2 separate regions of the Danio rerio genome follow, and region 2 is linked to region 1. Evidence: chromatin contacts called from public Micro-C data. All regions are on one chromosome and are shown on one strand. Each heading gives the region's core, a stretch centred on a gene start, on an enhancer-like site or on the middle of the called end of the contact. The rest is flanking DNA. Distances are from core to core; before and after follow the strand shown. Region 1 holds the start of nebl (nebulette). Region 2 overlaps pip4k2ab (phosphatidylinositol-5-phosphate 4-kinase, type II, alpha b).

What was found. A called contact is a pair of places that touch in the nucleus more often than the background predicts.
Region 2: a contact with region 1 is called in a Micro-C map of caudal fin, with 2.4 times the contacts expected there. The contact joins the enhancer-like site here to the promoter of nebl in region 1. A contact is called at or near these places in 2 of 18 Hi-C or Micro-C datasets (caudal fin and skeletal muscle).

The regions. Positions count from the first base shown.
Region 1 is chr2:24,301,588-24,307,442 of GRCz12tu, forward strand. nebl (nebulette) reads right to left here and starts at 3,701. Exons shown (of 7, transcript NM_001013571.2): 1 at 3,458-3,701; 2 at 3,250-3,344; 3 at 2,830-2,914; 4 at 2,128-2,235; 5 at 1,382-1,559; 6 at 637-755. The coding sequence starts at 3,526.
Region 2 is chr2:24,363,837-24,369,453 of GRCz12tu, forward strand. The region is part of intron 6 of pip4k2ab (phosphatidylinositol-5-phosphate 4-kinase, type II, alpha b); the gene reads left to right. Among named protein-coding and RNA genes, the nearest start is that of bmi1b, 27 kb to the right of the region's middle. Within about 2 kb of position 2,000, at least 1 of the 62 cell types and tissues checked has an H3K27ac peak or open chromatin away from gene starts, as enhancers often do. A contact at or near this core is called in caudal fin, where this site is marked.

The sequences.
Region 1 (5,855 bases), core at 2,451-4,950:
AATATATATTGCTCATATATATATAATAGCTGGTTAGGGCTTCACCCTCTTCTGGAAAGCAACAGCTAATTTGCATATCAAGTGATGCAAAAAATATTTTGATCACCCAAATGTGTAAATTTGACAAGTTTTAATAAATGATCTGTGCTACACTTGAGCTGAAAATTGACAGAAAATCTGTAGACTTCAGAGTTTTAATTAACATCTTATGATAAGGGTGTCATATTCATTTACTCATTCATTTTCCTTTGGCTTAGTCCCTGATTTATCGGGTCGTCACAGCGGAATTAACCACCAACTACTCTGGCATATGTTTTATGCAGCAGATACACTTCCAGCTGCAACCCAGTACTGGGAAACACCCATACACACTCTCATTTACACACACTCCCATAGACTACGGCCGATTTAGTTTATTCAATTTACATATAGCGCATGTCTTTGGACTGTGGGGAAAACCAGTGCACCTGAAGGAAACCCATTCAAACACGGGGAGAACATGCAAACCTCACACAGAAATGCCAAATGGCCCAGCTGGGAACCAGCGAACTTCTTGCTGTGAGGCGACCACTGAGCCAACAAGATGTAATTTATCACTAATCTGTAATTTAAAAGAAACGTGAGGAATGGACTCACCATGCTCATCTGCTGGGACCTCAGCTGCATTGACCTCAGTGAATGCATACTGGTCTGATGCATATAGCTGTGGCCATGGCTGTGACTGTTGGGATAGTATGCACCAGGAAGAACAGGTGCTAAAAAAGAATAGTATAGTGTGCTGTTTTAGTTGCTGTTTATCCTTTGTGCCTGCGTTTCAAATTATGATATGCACTTCTGATTTGGGTAACTTCCACTGAAACAGATCAATTTAAATAATAAGAATGTGCTACAGATAATCCATATACATATTGAAAACTGAGTGAGAGATACGTTTGACTTTGTGCTTTATTTTTATCCATTGTGAAAACGTGACATTATTATCACAATCATAACTGTTACATATACATTACAATACAGTAGTATTCAAAGACTTGTTTTGGGTTTGTTTATGGTCTGCTGAAATAATTTGTTCATTTTTATAAGCGTTAATTTGATCTAATTAACTTTTTGTTAACAGCTTAACAGAGTTATCCCTAATTCATTGTTCTGAATGATTTTAAGATGATGAGCTTTAGAAGTTTTAGCATTCCATAGCAAACAGTATGTGTGTAACGTTTGTGTTTTTTTATTAAAAAGTGTTAATGTAAAAAAACTTTAAAAAACAACCCATAATGTAAATAAGTTGACATTTAATAAGATTATGTCAATAGCTCAATTTTGACAAAAATGTCAGATAGAACCTGACAATTCTAAGGTGACGATGTGTGAGTAGAGAACTTACCCACGATAACACCAGGTCTTCGGTCCATCTCCATAATGTACTGATGTACAGCCTTGTGTGTGCTGTTAGCCACAGTTTCATTGTTCGGCGTCATCTGAGATCGCACCGCGTACGTCCCACGCATTCCCTGAGTGACCCCTTGCAGACCTGACACCTCAAAGTCCTTATGATATTTCGCCTGTAAAAAGAAGAGAGACGCCACACGTTTCGTGCACATGTTAGTATGATTTCTGAAGGATTAATGCTGTTGAAATTGAATACATTTCAGTTTATGTTACAGTATTCACATGTAATATTTAACAATATTAGTCTTTCTACTCTTGGGAAGACCATCATTGTCATTGTGCTTGGAAGAATATTGTTTTACAATATTATTTTGAAAATATGAAGTGTGTATGACATTACTCGCTTTTCTAGTATTGTATTGTGATAAATCAAGTTGTTTATTATTCATTAATGTAATTTATGTATCAGTTTTTATCTTAATATTTATTATTTTACATTTTTATATATTTATATTATGTTTATTTGCATAATTTTTATGCTTTTTCTCCAGACTTTCCTCAGATCCCTAAAACTTGTGGCCCTCTGTGGGTCCCTGCTCCAGTTTGAATACCTAAAAACCACAGCTAACTAATTAAACATAAATTAAATAAGTAATTAAATGTTCATTTTATCCCCCCACCCCCACCCCCCAACACTTCCATTTAGCTACATCTTTTTTTTTCCTGAATTATTAAGCATACATTACTGATCTGATCCTGGGCCTTCCTCAGTCTCTGTAGCTCAGGAGTATCCAGGACAAATTTGAGGCCCCGTCCCTTGCTCTGTTCAAAATCCTTCCTGTATTTCACCTGAAAAAAAAAGAAAAACATTTCATCACTTGGCTGATATGGTTTTTCAGCTTAAAGTATCACGATGAAATTAAGTTTATTTTAAGATATCTATTTTTTATGTGGATTGCAGCCTTGGTGAGCATAAAGCAGTCTTAAAGAAACACTAAATATGAGAAGTAGTTCCTGCAATAGGTACAATGTTGTGTAGTCAAGTGCGCAAAACATTTTTGAAGCATGCTGACCGATCCTTAAGAAAAATAGTTTTTTTTGTCATCATGCCAGCATTAGGTCGGCTTCAGAATGGACTTGGCAGCATCTTTTGTGATGCCAGGTGGAGACACCAAGGGGATCAGCCAGTGCACCACAGAGCCGACAGCTGCCTTGCTTTTCTCCATGCTGACCTCAAAGTATCACACCCAGTCCCTCTCTGGCAAACAAAACACTCGCTCGGATAAAAACAAGAGCAATTGTCTCACGATTTTCCCCTTAAAATGTCTATACCAGCAACAAATAACATTCCTACCCGGGATATGCCAACTTCAAATTTTAAAGATTATTCTCAAAATATTCCTTCATCATGTGGTTGCAATGTGTGTGAAGAAGTGATCTTACCTGACTTTGGAGCTCACTTTGCTGTCTCAGTCGAAGGTTTTCAGGAGTGTCTGCCACTATAGTAAAGGTCTGTTTTGGGTAGTGCCTTTATGGAGAAAGGAGATGAGACATTAAACACAAGGTTTTTGCAGCAAAGAACCAATTTTAGTTTCCCACAGAACCTTTGTTAACCTAGCATAAAAATTTATTTGACATTTATATAATCTAAAATTATCATTTACACAATGTTTTGCAGCATGAAAATGTGCCATTGTTATAAAAGGCTGTATGTGGAACCATCAATGTCAATAATTATAGTGTATTCAAGTGAAAATAAAAAACATTGCAGGTTATAGGTAGGCTAAAACAGTGTCAACAATTTCCATTAGACAGAAAATTCCAACAAACATAATTAATAAACTACAATGTTTGTCAACATACGCGTTGCAGTAGGGCTTCTTCTCATATCCCTTGTAGTTGTTCATGTTGAGAGTCATTTTACACACCTCACAATGGAAGCATCCTTTGTGCCAATACTGTAAAACAGTGAAAGCTTAATCCAACGAGTTATCATATATGATAGGGATAGATGTTTATAAAATATTGGGATACACATCACTTAATATGTTTTTAAGAAAAGAGAATGTACCTTATCCAGGCAGTTCACTTTCTCTGTTGCGTAGACGATTTTTCCACAGCGCGCGCAATGAGGGTTCATTTTGAAGCCGTTGCGACGGTCTGGGAAAATAGCATAACTTCTCCGACAACTCCGATAATCCAGAAGCTGTTGCTTAATTTCAAAGGTATGTCAGATTTGTTGCAGCATGTGGCGAGTTTATGTCGCAGAGCTTTAAATTCGCGCGTGTTTATCAGCGTGCGGCTGCTCTCGCAGTGAGGAAACTGGAGCAAAGATGCGTGAGATTTGAACAAACATCTCCCACTGAGACTGTTGGAGGAGCCTTCAAACAATGACCACGGGGAACTGGCGGTCCTGTAGACGCTGTGTGAGTCAAAATGAGTCACATTAATTATTATTAATACAAAAAAAACGTGTGATAGTGCCACGTTTAATTTTGTAATTATGTATTTTAAAGCCTGATAAAATGCTTTAGTTGATCTTTGTTAATGAGTTTTGGTCATCAAAACTTTTCTGCTGACACGTGAATATTGCAGCTAGATGATTCTTCATTTACGTAATATTGAGTACCTGTCAGGAGTCATTGAGAATAATGGCATCCTAATGCCTAAAGAGGGCAGCAGAACACAGACAGACTAGCATTTGGGAGAACACTAGGAATAGTTTTTTTGCCATTTCAAATGTTTGATCGGATTGACTGGTGGTTGTCTCTATCATCTAGTATCTAAAATTGATAATATAGTTTTTTTCTGTAGCAGTATTAATGATTTTCTTCATACAGTGCTCCATTCCTGCATGTTGAAAGTCAAAAATTTACCATTAATTCATTCATTTTTCTTCGGCTTAGTCCCTTTGTTCATCAGGGGTGACCACAGTAGAATGAACTGTCAACTATTCCAGCATACGTTTTTCACAGCAGATGCCCTTCCAGCTGCAACCCAGTACTGGGAAACATCCATGCACACTCCACAAACATACACTATGGCCAATTTAGCTTATTCAATTCACAGATAGCGCATGTCTTTGGACTGTGGGGGAAAGCGGAGTACCCGGAGAGACCCACACGAACACAGGGAGAACATGCAAACTACACACAGAAATGCCAACTAACCCAGCCAGAACTTGAACCAGCAACCTTCTTGATGTTCGGCGACAGTGCTAACCACCACTGTGTCCAAAAAATTGACCATTTGTTTAAATAAAAATGTAAAAGGTTGAAAGATAAAAGTCTCTTTCTTGCTAGTTTGACAAATTTCAATATGGTTTCCATTCGCAGCATCACAGTACTGAAACTGCTTTAATAAAGGTTATCAATGATCTCTTACCATTCTCCTGTTACTCGGCCTCAGCTCAGCATTTGATACGGTCTGTCAATAGTTACTGCTGTCCTGCCAGATGTCCTATAGGTGCTGCATTATCTTGGTTCTATCTTACTGAAGGGCAATACTACATATGCACAATTATACTGCTCTACTTTGACAGGGTGTTCCCCAGGGCTCTGTACTATAGGCCCATTAATGTTTATTAGGACGCCTCTTGAATATATTATTTATCATCATGGTTTACATTGTCATGCTGATGATAATCAGATTTATACAACAGTTCTGTCTGGTTCTTGAATCTGATTGGCTGATATTCTGCAATAACAGCCTCCTCACCCTCGTGTATTATTCCTCCCATATAGAGTGCCAGCAGATCAATAAACTCACAACAGTTTGACAAATATTGCAGCTGTTGGACAACATAATGCACTTTTGAGGCTTTTTAGGCAAGATTGTAGTTGTTTAGATTGCCACTATGCAGTTTATTTATAAGGATAGTGCCTATATTAAATATTTAATCCATCAGTCCATCAGCCTGTCATATTGAGCAAAGACGATTAGCGTTCCACCACAAGATGGCGACAGAGACCGCATAATAACCCCCTAAAGGAGGAAAATAGTGTCAGTAATAGTAATGTTAAACTACAGCTGATTAAATCGTTATTAAACTGATAAGTGACTTTCTAAGTCGATCGCTCTCTTTTGTATGTTGTAGTCAGTGTTGGGCAGTACAATTAGTGACGCTTCTAGCCTAACTACATTTCTCAGTAGCGTGGAGGTAGCATCGCTACTTTCTAAATCAAATAGCTATTGAGTAGGGAAGCTATTTTTTGTCAAGTAGCGAAGTAGCGTCCACAAAATACATTTACCCATCATGGATCAATAAGTGATGGCACCTACATTCACTGAGCTGTGAGGCCGGTGTCTAGCTGATCCATATGATGGAGAGAATGACTCCTACCTGTTTTTCGGTGGTCGACAACAAACTTTTTGATGTGTTACTGCCACCTCTTGGTCTGGTCGCTGACATTGCCAACAAATTAGGCTAACACGAGAAATTTGCTTGATGGAAAGATGACAGAGGGAGA
Region 2 (5,617 bases), core at 750-3,249, 61 kb after region 1:
TGCAAATTCACAGAACACGACAAAGACGCAATGACCAGGAGAAAAAAAGAGCGGTCGCTGACTAACAGCTGATAATTAAAATGTGCTGTTTTCTCTATTCCTCTATGTAATATGTTCGCAGCTTTTGACAAGCTGTTTTACTATAGTTTACAGAAAGGTTCTCATTTGTCCATCTTATTTTGATATAAAGGTTGTTTTTAAACCTTCAGGCATCTTAATGTAATGTCCATGGGGTAAATTAAGCATGTAGTGTATGCACTAGTTTTATATTAGTTTATATTACTTATGTGGTGGACATTGCACTCACTCTTGCTCTAGTTAACATGCTTAAGTACCTTTGCTATATGAGAATATAAAAGCTGTTTAAGTCCTCGTGTGTGAGATTTAAGGTTTGGGACTCTGCTGAAGTCTGTTCTGAAATTAAAGTGTCAGACTTGACGTCATTCGATAAGGTTTTTAATGACGCACGACTCGCATTGACAGGTGAAAATCTGCCGATCTACCTGCTTACACTGCAGACACGGGAACACAGATCCAATTCATATCGGATAAATTTTCACATATGAACAAGGCCTGAATCTGATTTGAGTAAATCGGAATCCATGTGATTTGTTCCTGCTTACACGTACATGGGCCATATCCGATCTGTGCCACATGGGAGAAAAAAATCGGAATTGAGTCACTTGAACAGTGCACTGTAAATGCGGCCTTTAACTCAATGGTTGGAAACTGCTTTATTTGCAAATGTCTAGTGTGATATTGCAGTTTTGCACATACATCTATTTAGAGTCTTTTGATGAAAACATTGATATTGACTTTCTTGATCAATTAGTTTGGCTTCGAGTTGACCGAGCAGTTTGATTATCTTCGTGATTACATCCTCCTGTAGTTTGCATTCAGTCCTCCATTGCTGTTATCCGCTCCTCCATTTCGTCAAGTCTCCAATTAGTTTTGTTGATGTCCGCTTTTAGCTCTTGGAATTGTTTCTTGCTATCTCTCTATTTCTTTGAATATTGTGTTTAGATTAACCTCAATATCTTCCTGGCACTCTCTGTGTTATTAGATTGCTGTTTTTCATGTGGAAGGTTGCTTGTTTGAGTCCCGACTGGGCCAGTTGCCATTTCTGCGTGGAGTTTGAATGTGCATGTTCTCCCCTTGTTCACATGTGCTATACAGTCGGTCAATTGGGTAAACAAAACTGGCCATAGTGTATGAGTGAGTGTGTGAATGTGGGAGTGTGTGGGTTTTTCCCAGTATTGGTTGCGGCTCGAAGGGCATACGCTGAGGAAACCATATGCAAGAATACTTTTCAGTTCATTTCGCTGTGGCAATCCCTAAAAAATAAGGGACTAAGCCGAAGGAAAATGAATGAATAAATAAATGTTTTCCATATTGTGTGCTATTTTCTTTTTGTTTTGTATCTATTTTGTCATAGCCATCGACTTCCTCCTAGAAACTAATAATTGTACCTTAAAAGTAATTACTCTTTGCTTTGCTCTTTTTAATCTTGTTGTCGGGAGCTAAAGTTATCACGCTGCCATCTTGTTCTCGCCAAAACCAGACGTCCAAATATTGACTTTCATATTAATATTTTTTCCTACTATGTATGTTGATGGCTACCAGTTTCCAAAATTCTTTAAAATATCATCTTTTGTGTTCAACAGAAGAACAAAAATCTCTTGAGGGTGAATAAATGGTTTGTATGTTTTCATTTTTGTGTGAACTAGCCCTTAAACATGTAATAAAATGAAGCTACAGAGTTTATCTAGAAAGTTCTGGTCACCTCCACGTGATTTGTGAAGCTGCCTGCATCTGACCTTCCTTCTCCCTGCAGCCACGTCCACCTGAAGAGGCTCCGTCCAAATCACGCATGAGCCAAAAGCTACAAACCATCCGGATCGCCACACGCTTTTACTGCGCCATAAGACACGTAAGGGCTCGACTGCAAAAGAACTGTGCCTATTGCTCTGTGTTCTTCTTCAACATGCATCACCCCACATTTTGCCTCAGGAAAGCAGCGTTCCCTCCGGATGCCTCAAGGGACTGTAAACTCAAGCACAGTTCCTTCTGTTCCAGAGATAAAATCTTGCCTGCTCCTTCAACGGTCTTGGCTGGAATTATGAAAACAACGGAAGACCAGTGTGTCGATGTTTAAGTGTTGTGCTGAGCAATAGTGGTTAATATACAGCTTTGAAAAAATTAAGAGACCATTTGAAAATTCTCCATTTGATTGAAACTTCGGGTTATTGGACCCAATACAGTTTTTTTTTTTTTAACTCTTGATTTTAAAATCTCGGGATTGTGTTGTAAATAATAATAATAGTAATAATAACAACATCAATAATAAAAATAACTTGTTTGAGAACATTTGGTTATTTTATGCAGATATTTGGGCCAAAAAAAAGACAAAGCATTTTAGAAAAAAGCATTTAGTACAGGGTACTCACAGATTATAGAGTTCATGGAATATTATAACATTTTAAAAGGTCCATTCCAGATATTGAAAGCCAAATACATTTTATTTTCTATGGAATATCAGATATTTCTATATGTTGTTTTAAATTTAAATGTCTATTTTCCGGTTCTATTTTATTACTTTCACACTCATCAACTTGAAGCCACTTAAGTCAAATACAGTTACTAGAATGTACTAGTAAACAAAGCCTAACTTGTCAGATTAATGTCAGTTTTAAGAGTATTGGCTCCGAAACTCACTTCAAAAAACTGCTTTTTAAAAAATAGATGCCAGAAAAGCTAAATATAATGTTTGTAAAACTACTATTGAGCTATCAAACGTGGTAAATTATCCAGTGTTGTTCCCATAGCGGCTATTAAAGTCATGTAAAATATAGTCAAGTTTAAACCTTTAAATATATTTTAACATATTATTAAACAAAATTGTATTAGTATTGTATAAACACAAAAGCAGCCTGTTTTCATGTTCATTAGATGTCAGGAAATTAGATTTTTGGGTTAAAATGGGAATCTTGTCGGTATTTTACAGAATAACACAAAAATGACGTTTTACTTAAACGCGTAGCTTTATTTAAATTAAGAGAAGGGTTTCAGATCTTTATAGATCATACAGATCAGATCATATTTATATCAATGCTAACTTAGTGAAATCAATATCTGCTGGAATGACTCTGATTTTCAAAAAAGAAAAAAAAACTTTTTAAAATGTAAAACATATTAACTCAAAAATTAACATTCTGCCATGATTTACTGATCCTCAACTTTTTCCAAACCTGTTTGATTTTCTTTCTTCTTTTTAATGCAAAGGAAAATATGCTCAGTATAGCCACTGACTTCCACAGTATTGTTGTTACTATGAATGACAATGGCTAGTTTTTCCAGCATTCTTCAGAAAATCTTGTATTTTGTGTTCTCCAAAAAAATAACAATTCATATTCACTTGAGTATGAGTAAATGAAAGGAATTATTTTTTATTTTTTTTTATCTTCAACATTGTACTTGGCCATACCTGTTAAATCCACTTAATTATCTAGCAGTCTCCTAATATATTGCATAGCTGTATGTACCTTCCTATGTTCTTCTCTGTGTTTTTTTCATTTGGATGGAAGTCTCATGAAGTCAATGGAAATCTGATTAAGTTATAAGTGTTTAAATATCAGCAATCTAATCTTTTGTCAGGACTTATAAACTAAAGATGAAAATATCCATCTTAACATTTTTATACAATTTTGTGTTTTATGTTATGCTTGGGAAATATTTTACAAGTTTAAAGGGCCTTCATGTCAGAATCTTTATAAATTGAAGTAAATGAAAATTGAAATATTAATTGAATGAAAATTGAAACAAAAAACTGAAAATCATGTTATTAATTACCCACCTTCATGTCATTCCAATCCCCTAACACTTTAATTTATCTTCGGAATACAAAGTGAGATATTTTGGAAACACTTTAGTTTAAGTCACAGTTCAGGGTATTGGCAAACTATTAACTGACACTACTAGCTTAAAAAACAACGAATTAGCTGTTTATTAATTTAAGTTATAAGGATTAGGGATGCAGAATAAGATCATACTTTATAAAAAATAATATGGCTGGTGATTAATCGAAAAGTAAAAGAAATTGACTTTTAGAACCTATAATCGATCTAATATTTCCAGATCAATTTTTTCAATTACTTTCCCTGCTCCGTGTGGAGACACCTAACCCCGCGCCGTCGAACGCATGGGTTTGGTTCAGTGCAGCCTTCACGAGCTCATATACTTGCGCACTTCTTGAAAAACATAACTTCACGTCGCACGAATGCACTACAATGACGATGATAGGAAGCTGCGCCAAAGATGCCTTGAAACAGCATATTTTCTATTATGATGTTCAGTAAACAATCATAGATGTTTCTTTCAATTATTTTGGAATCAAGTAATGCACTCTTAAAATCTTTCACTTGTGTGATGTGAACATATTTTCTGTACAAAACTTGTTAGTGAAACACGAGGCACAAAAGAATTTATAAATAAACAATAAAATAATCGTTCAATGGAAGTAAAATGTTCAATTAATCAAGATCTTGATTTTAGGTCAGTTGATTTTAGTCCAGCCCTATCTACTAATGAACGGTTACTATCTTAATTATAGGCAGGTAATAAGCCACTAGTTATTACTATGAATATTGACCTAAAAACGAAAGTGTTACCAATGTTTTAGATCCAAAAAATCCTTACATCTCTCATTCTCCAGACAGTAAGAGTCGTGATATGTTTGAAGTCCAAAAAAGGTATACCAAAAGCATTGTCAAAATGTGTCTTTAATGGTTCAGCTGTAATCATGTGAAGCTCCAAGAACACTTTTGTACATCAAAGTTTCTTAAAAATCAACAACGTCTATGTCTGCCACATCAGATCAGGTGTGCGTTTAATACAGGCAGTACAACACTTGTGTGTTGCACTTCTGACTCTGTTATGGCAATATGTCGTACTGCCTGTAGTAAACGTGCACCCTGACCTGGTGAAGAGAAAGGAAGACAAGAGCAAACCAAGTTGAATTTCGTTCTTTTGTTTTGTTTTTCCCAACACAAATGTGTTTCGGAAATTAATACGATTACATCTGAACCACTGAAGTCACATGGAATATTTTGACATTAAGTATGTTTGATATTCAGTCAATATATTTGCTTCTTGGACTTTAACATCTCTGGAATATTGCTCTATATGGAAGGTTGGATTTCTCTCTTTTAGGTTTCTCTCAGATTTCATCTACAATATTGTAGGTTGTGTTCAGAGGATGTGTTCAATAAAGGGTCTAGGAGACTGGAATGACATAAGGGTAATTTCACGTTGATTAATTCTATTTAAAGCCCCTTGAACGCATTATAAATCTAATGCATAGAAACCAAAAGTAAAGAAATAAATATGTTTGATCACTTACTTATTCCAAACCTGAATAGCTTTCTTCTGCAAAATGCAAATCAAGATATTTTGATGACTAAGTGGTTTAGATGTTAAAAGTTAGTAGGGAACCATGTTGTTCTGAATCTCTGTCACTTTCATATTATAGGCTATAGCAATAAAACATTCCTCAAAATATCTTCACTTGTGTTCCACTGAAGAAACATGTTTGAAAGGACACAGTCGTAAGTAAATGATG